Linked DNA regions of Canis lupus: region 1 is linked to region 2. Evidence: chromatin contacts called from public Hi-C data. All regions are on one chromosome and are shown on one strand. The core of a region is the stretch at or near the end of the contact, and the rest is flanking DNA. Distances in the headings are between cores, read along the strand shown.

Region 1 (3,908 bases), core at 1,048-3,547, 200 kb before region 2:
GTTTTTCAGTGTCTCTCCCTCCCTCCCCCTCCAGATACTCAAAATGAAGCTCTCTTTTCTAGATCCTTGTTGTTGGCATGCAGTGGAGAGGGGAGCACTTGATTGCTGTCTGCATGGCTTAGCTTGCTGCCCCTCCTGTGTTTTCCTTCGCGTGTTTGGGACCGGGGATGCACTCTGATGGCTGCCTCTGTGGAGATTGCCGTCTCCCTGTAGGGTAGGGTGTCCATTGTCCGGCAGTAGCTAGAGGGGCAGGGGAGTCGGGTCTGAGCCTGATCGAGGGGTGATTGAGAGGTGATTGAGAGGTGGCGGAGAGTGGACTTTTTCACTGGGAGCGAAGAGCTTAGGCTCTGACCACCAGAGGGCGCTCCTGCAGCCCCCGGAGCTGCTTTACCCGATCTCAGACATCTGGTCTACACCTAAGTGGAACTGGATTGGCTTTTGAGAGGAAGCATAGGATCACGTGAAAGGAGTTGTTTCAGCATCTTTAAGCTGATGGTTTCAGATTGTTCTGGGGAAGATACTAGATCGGGCCTCTGTGCCTGGGCAGTCACCCGGCGGCACCTGCTGCTACCGCCCCGGTGCATTAGATGCACATTCTGGTAAATCTGTGCTGGTCTCCTTGCTCTCCGGTTTTGGCAGCTGTAGCGGAGACTACTTAAGTCCTGTGGTAAGGCTGCTTCTCCAGGGGCTTTCCGACAGTGGAGCTTCTGTGTCTTCCCAGCATCAGGACCTGAGCGTCCCTTCTGTAAACAGCACCGCGTGTGGTTTGTGTGTGGTTTGGGATGGCACCCGGAAGAAAGTGCTCCCAGGCAGGACCCTGCTGCGACCCCTCCCCTTTGTGGGTGGGCAGGAGAGAGCCAGCCTGTGAGTGCCCCTCCTTCCAAAGGCCTCCCCTGGGATTTTACCAGGATTAAACTTTCTAGAGATGACTCTTGTGAAGCTCTTGAGATCCTGGGAGCAGGGACCAAAGATCCCTTGTGTTTCCAGTGCTTGCCTTCCTGGTTGTGAGCTGTGGGCACGTTTGATCCATATAGCTAACACCTTTTCACCTGTCCCTGGAGTTGCTACGCTCTGTGTGTGTTTCCTCCCACTGTTGGGTTGAAATGAAGTGTTTTACCTGGACTCCCCGAAGCCCACACGTCTTAACTGGGCATCATCACAGATAACTTAAGACCTATCTCATTTCGTTTTGACACGCAAGCTCTTCAGGTGTACCTATGGTGTATTGGGAGGTGTCCCAAATTATTCCAAGGCCCAGCTTCCAGCCCTGTTCACTCATCACTACCTGAGGGTTCCCAGATGTCCTCCTGTACAATGATAGGGCACCATCCCTTCTGTTCATGTCTTACATTGCTGTTGGGATCAAGATAATAGACCAGAAAGCCCTTTGTAAAGGGAAATGTTCCCAACTCTCGCAAAGCATTAGCATTCGAATCCTTGAATCATGATAAGGAGTGGATTTGTGAAAAGGGTGACCAGGTTAGGATACCGCTTTCTGAGAGTGACTCTGGGCTTCTAGATTCACTGTAAAGTTGGAGAGTAGTCCCCACCCCCAACTCCACCCCCCTGAAGTCTGTCTTTTCAGCCAGTTCTTGGGATGTAGGGATCCTGTCCAACTCTTTCAAGCCCGCCTCCCCTTCCAGTAGGCTCACTCATCAAGCAAGGTACGTGGCAGATGGGATGGGCTTCAGAAGCCAGTGACATGAATGAAACCGACAACTCGAGCCCTGCTGAGGGGTCCGCCTGCCTTCGCTGTTGAGGAGCAGCCTTGGCAGCTGGGTGCCAAGAGCGCTGGCTCGTCTTCCAAGCCCTGTGTTTACCTTGGTCACTCAGCGGAGGCCTCCTTTCTAATGACTTGTTTGTGTCCTCACTGATTTGGTGTCAGGTTTAATATAAATAGTTGGAACGGAAGAGCAGGAATTATTCTCAGAGGGAAGGACTCTGGTTTGTGAGTGCTTGAGTGGGCTGCCTGGGCTTTTGATGGTCTCTATAAATAACTTTGAGCAAGAGTGACCGGTTGGTGGAAGCACGTGTAAAAGCCCCACTGCGCAGACACTCGCGTGCACGCACATACACACACACACACACACACACACACACACACAGTGTTGAGGTGTGTGTAGAGGGGCTGTGGGATTAGGAGCTCAGCCCAGCATTTATTTTGGGAAGGACACAGTGTTGGGCTCACAGAGTGCTCCCTTGTGTCCTTCCCCGTCTGCCCTGGCACTGGGGCCATCCTGTGCCAGCCGGGTCTCCTCTGTCTCCCATTGGACCCTCTCCTCTGGCCTCCCTTAAAAATAAGTCAGGCCTAGCAGATGGCCCTCTGCTGGCTCCAAGTGCTTCCTGTTCTCTGAAAGAACTCGCTGATGAGGCCCGTTTTTGTGCGAAGCCACTGGAATCAAGCTTGGCTTCAATTATCAAAGAAAGTGATGCCATAGGAAAGATATGCTGGAAGCAGTAGCCTCCAGTTAGAGGCTGGAATCTCTGATGAAGGCAGTTTGCTGAGACACACTTGTAGAAGTCCGCCTCTCCGAATGGCTCAGCCACCCAGTGCTAGGCCCCTCCCTGAGCACCCCCTGCTCTTGCCTTAGCAAACTGCCCTTTGGGCGGTGACTTGGTGAGTACATGGTCAGAGGGCTTGTGGAAAGCCCTAAACGCACAGCTTTCGAAGCAAATACTTTTTTAAGTTGCATTGTTTTGAGAGGAGATCCAGAAGGAGGCCCCAAAGGTCAGGTCTGTTGTGACGCCTGGATGGCAGCTTTGCCCTGCTGTATGGGGAGGGGGCAGGGGCCACAGCACTGGCATCTAGATAAGAGATAAGAGTAAGCTGGGGAGGGAAAAAAAAAAAAAAAGCCAGCAAACAATTTCCCTTCCCTTAAGGTCCCAGGAGACTGTGCTACCTGACGGCTGAAAGCCCTTTGCACACGCAAGCTTCGAGCGGAGGTCCGTGGATGCACTCCCAGTGCAAAATCTGTACCATAGGCCTCTGCTCTCTGTAGGAATTTAAAATCCTTGCAGTAACTGTGAGAGCACAGCAGCCCCGAGAAATAATCAAAGCATCTGGGTACAATTACTGTAGCGTGGTCGAGTTTCTTTCTTTTCTTTTCTTTTTCTTTCTTTCTTTCTTTCTTTCTTTCTTTCTTTCTTTCTTTCTTTCTTTCTTTCTTTCAAGATTCAAGAAAAGAACTCTAATCCACTCTTAAAATCATGTGGCGATTTTGACAACATTCTGGGTTCTTAAAAATTAAGTTTCTGTCTCTCCTCCACAACCCTGCTCCTTCCTCGTCTTCGTTCCCCCCCCCCCCCCTTATGATTGCAGGAAAATCCAAATACTTTCCTGCAGTCAAGTGAGCTAAGGGCAGTATAGTCCATGTTTAATTACTGGTCGCACAGGAGCCCTCTATTTTGGAAGCGAGGGAGGACAAGTTTATTTTGGGATCCGTGTGTTTTGTGATCTACTCCAAGGAGTGCAAAGCCGTGAGCACACATGGGATTTGGGGAGGGAGGAGGGATTTCTATTGAGTCATTTGCTCCCTGTAGAGGTTGACTTCAGGACATTGTCACTGAGTTAATGCCACAGGGACAGAGCGGTGGAGTCAGAGAGAGTGTCTGAATGCTCTTTAGGGCTCTGTGGGCTCTTTTGATCTTGCACTAATGCCTCTTAGACTAAAATACTTTTCAGCAACCCCATCAGATGGCCCTCAGGTCTTTTAAGGAAGTTCAGCAAAGGCTAGAATTTCTGCCATGCTCGGCCAGCTGGGGAGGCCAGCTGGGGAGACACAGAGAAGACCGATCTGGTCCTTGCCCTCATGGAGCTTACAGTCTGGTTGCACAGGACAGGCATTCATCATGTAGACACACCAGCGCCGCGTGACTACGAGTCATGCTAAATTCCGCAGAAGAAAGAA
Region 2 (3,851 bases), core at 153-2,652:
GCTAAATTAACGCCAAGCTGGCCCAGGGGAACGTATTCTTCACGACATCACTTGGTTATTTCATCTTGTCTCACAGAAATAGTCACCATTCCTGTAGCTCATTGCACGGGGGAACTCCTTGGACCCTATGACATCCTCATGAGGCAACCAGAGCGCGTGAATTCACTTGCCCGAGGGCCACGTAACCACTAAGAGAACTTGGATCCAAACACTAGGACCCCTGCTCCACCCCAGTCACTAAGCCAGCCCAGCCCCGTGCTCCCTAAGATAGTCGGTGATCTGTTCTAGCATCTTCCCAGGAAAGGTTTGGCTGCTGGCCATCGGCTAACGGGGCTTATTTGCTCACTTTTCCTTCTTTGGAGGTGAGCAGTCATTTGCCACTTCACAACCTTGGGGCTTTCCTGGTCCCCTAAGGCCACTACAATGGTAGTTCCACCCTGACAGTCATGCACCAGTCCTGCGGGGACCCCTCCGATGCCTCTCTGCAGGTCCTACTACTTAGAATAGAGCCGCCTTCCAGCCGCTTCTCTCCTCCAGGTGGACTTTCTCACCGCAAAGATGTCACCCAATCACCTGCTGGGTACCAGACCTGTGTACGGTGGCAGGGAAAGGAGCATTCCTGTCCACTGCCCCTTTTCTTTGGCCTCCCCTTCCTGTCTTTAATGGGAGGAGGAGCAGGTAAGTGGTGGAAGGGCCGGCAAGTTGGCACCAGCTTCTCCTGCCTGCCTGGTCTGCTTAATAAGAGATCGCAGAGCCTTACTGAGTGTTGGCGATGTAGCAGACACTCTCCATGTGGGCTCTCGCCTCAACAACCCTAGGAGGTATTCTATTTTCAGTTTACAGATGAATCCATGGAAACAGAGAGGTTGCATCACTTACCTAAAGCCACACAGCTTGGAAGAGTTAGATGCACACACAGCCCTTCCTCTGGGGCTTCTCTGTGATACTGTCACCACGCCCAGGGGTCTCTCCTCCCTCCCTCCTTCTTACCCACCTGGACTGAGGGACGAGATGCCCCCAGCCCTGTAGGACCCCTTCCCCACTGCACAAGCCTGCACTGTTTCCCGTTGCTCCACCTCTTAGCACTTTGTCTTTCCTTCCCAGCCTCCTCCTGGTCCCTACAACGCGCCCCCTCCACCGTGCTTCCTCTCAAGAAGCCAGAGCCTGAGGAAGCCCCAGAGCATCCCTGGGCAGGGAGGGAGGGAGGCCTTTCTGCATCTGATGTGTGGTGCCAGTCCTGCAAGAACGACGGGACTTGAACAGTGTGTAACAGAGACACCTACTGGCTGCTCCAAGCACAGGCCCCCGAAAACCCCCGAAAACCCCGGAACCAAGCCCATCCCTTGGAGGGCCAGGGGGACATGGCTATTTAGCAGGGTTTCCTGTCTGGCCTGGCGGGACTGGTCCCTGAGAAGGTGGCCTGCGAGGACCCTGGTCTCTTTCTCTCATCCTGCTCTGAGGACAAAGCAAAAAGAGCCAACTTGGATGGCAAAGCGTCAGCTCTTTCATGAAGCGACTCAGAGCCCGGCCAGGTTGCCAGGAAGGAGGGGACAGGGCCATTTACAGCCAAAGGGACAAAGGATGGCTTTTCTGTGATGCAAATGCAGGGCTGGAATAACCCAGGCAGGTTGGCTGGACACGGAGTGTATTATTCAGGAAGGACCATCCTCCTGGGCAGGCTGTCTCTGAATCAGAGTTTACAACCCCAGGGCCCGGCACCTTTTGATGCGGAGAAATGAAGCCTGCCATTCTGGTGAATTGCCTTAATTTGCCAGTTCAAATATTGAGCTAGATGGTGACTGGAAAAGGGAGGAGGCCACTTCCCAGGAAATCACTGAGCCAGAAGATAGCCAGAGAGATTGAGGCTCCAATGTTCTGCCAAAGAGTAGGGGACACCACTGCCAGCAACACCCCCTCCCGCATTTCCCTCTGTCACAGAGGGACATCAGAGTGGGGCGGGTCACACATGGGTATGGGGGACAGGTGTCTCCAGGGTGTCTCCCCCAATCCTTCCAAGGTTCTTGCCCGCCTGAACACTCCTGTTGGATTTGTTCTTCTGAATGGGGGTCTCATCCCCATGATATCTATCCCTAAACATTTATGAATCCCCAGGTGTGCCTCACACAGTGTTGGGGTTTTGTTTTAGGAAATAGCAAGTTGCAGCACTATGATCACCATACATCTCCGGTGTGAGAGGGAGCCCTGATGTTGGAACGTTGTCTCCAGTTATTCTAGTGAGTGTACCCCAATGAGGCACGTCCAAGGAATCTACAGAGTCCATGAGTAAAGATCTAAACACACGAAAAGAGGAGTGATTATGTTCAGTTAAGAACCGTTGCACACCAGAGTTTCCCCCAGACCATCAGATCATTGTTCCCAAGTCCTTGGTGCAGACCTGTTCAGAAGATTCGAAAGGTGACTCACGCATCGTGTCAATGCTGAGGGCTTCTCAGAGGAGGAGGGATTTCAAAAGGTCTTAAGGGATCAACAGGTTTTGACACATAGAAGTAGGGAGGGGATAGTGCCAAGTGAGGAGAACATGCAGGGAGACATACCCATGTGTTTGGAACATGAAGTTCTAAGAAGTGGACTGTGGCCAGTTTGCAATAGGCCTTGAAAACCCGGCAAAGGAGCCTGGGCTTCCTCAGGGTGTCAGGAGGCTGCCACTGAAGCTTCCTACGGAGGGATCAATAGGTTCAGAGCCATGCAATTGGAAAAGTGCAGGAGGAAGGAATGAGAGTCACCAACAAGCATTAAGAAATGAACGGGATGGTTCTAGAAGACCAAAAACAGAAGGAGCACATGAAGGGCTGATGCAAAAACGCAGTTGCATTGTGGGGTAGGGGAGCCCTGCGTGACCAGCCAGCACAGAGGAGCAGGTTACTGGGTCTTTCCTCTTGGCCGGTGGGGTTTAATAGGGTGAAGCTTCAGGCCTGGGGCATTTATAAGCGGGTGGGCCTGAGCATGGTCTTTAGATGCTCAGATGCAGCAGCAGTTCCTCCAGGAGTAGAGAGCGGTGGGGCCATCTAAGACAGAGACCAGCCGGGCAAACCAACTTCATAATGTCACCTAAAGAAGGGACAAGCTAACCCAGCACTCCCCAAGAGAGACATAATTATAGACTCACACATAATTTTAAGTTTTCTAAGGGTCACACTTTTCAAAAGTAAAAAGAAAGCAGGTGAAATGAATACTATATTTTAATTAGCCCCAAATATCCAGAATATTCTCATTTAAAAAAAAAAGATTTTATTTATTTATTTGAGAGAGAATGAGAGAAAGCCGGAGCGGGGCGGGGGGGGGGGCAGGGAGAGAGGGACAAGTAGACCTCCCACTGTTGAGCGTGGAGGTCAACTCAGGGCTCATTCCCAGGACGCCAGGATCATGACCTGAGTCAAACTCAGACGCTCAACTGACTGAGCCACCCAGGCACGCCCAGGATATTCTTATTTTAACATGTAATCAATGCTTTAAAATTATCACTGGTGTGTTTTACTCTGTTTGTTTGCCTTGTATTCTTTGAAGTCTGGTGTGTATTTTATACTCTGAGTACATCTCAGTTTGGACGCGTTACATTTCAAGTGCTCAAGAGCCACATGTGGCTAGCGGCTACCATATTAGACCTCTGGAGTATTGCTTCCCAACCCTGGCAATTTTGTTCCCCAGGGGACATTTGACACTGTCCGGGGACAGCTTGGGTTGTTACAACAGGGGATAGAGAACAGGGATGCTGCTAACCATCCTACAATGCACAAGCCAGCCTCCCCCCTCCCCAACGGAGAATGAGCCTGGGCAAAATGTTGACAGAGGCAAGTCAGACCTCTACAGAACACTGGGAGGAAGTGGGTACT

The links. Hi-C and Micro-C count contacts between places; a contact is called where the count stands out from the background.
Region 1: a contact with region 2 is called in a Hi-C map of amygdala, with 5 times the contacts expected there. The contact joins two enhancer-like sites. A contact is called at or near these places in 3 of 9 Hi-C or Micro-C datasets (amygdala, blood and skin fibroblasts).

The regions. Positions count from the first base shown.
Region 1 is chr9:12,358,875-12,362,782 of UU_Cfam_GSD_1.0, reverse strand. All of the region lies in intron 2 of AXIN2 (axin-2), which reads left to right. Among named protein-coding and RNA genes, the nearest start is that of AXIN2, 6.6 kb to the left of the region's middle. Within about 2 kb of position 2,297, at least 3 of the 20 cell types and tissues checked have an H3K27ac peak or open chromatin away from gene starts, as enhancers often do.
Region 2 is chr9:12,161,957-12,165,807 of UU_Cfam_GSD_1.0, reverse strand. No RefSeq gene overlaps it. Among named protein-coding and RNA genes, the nearest start is that of RGS9, 120 kb to the right of the region's middle. Within about 2 kb of position 1,402, at least 2 of the 20 cell types and tissues checked have an H3K27ac peak or open chromatin away from gene starts, as enhancers often do.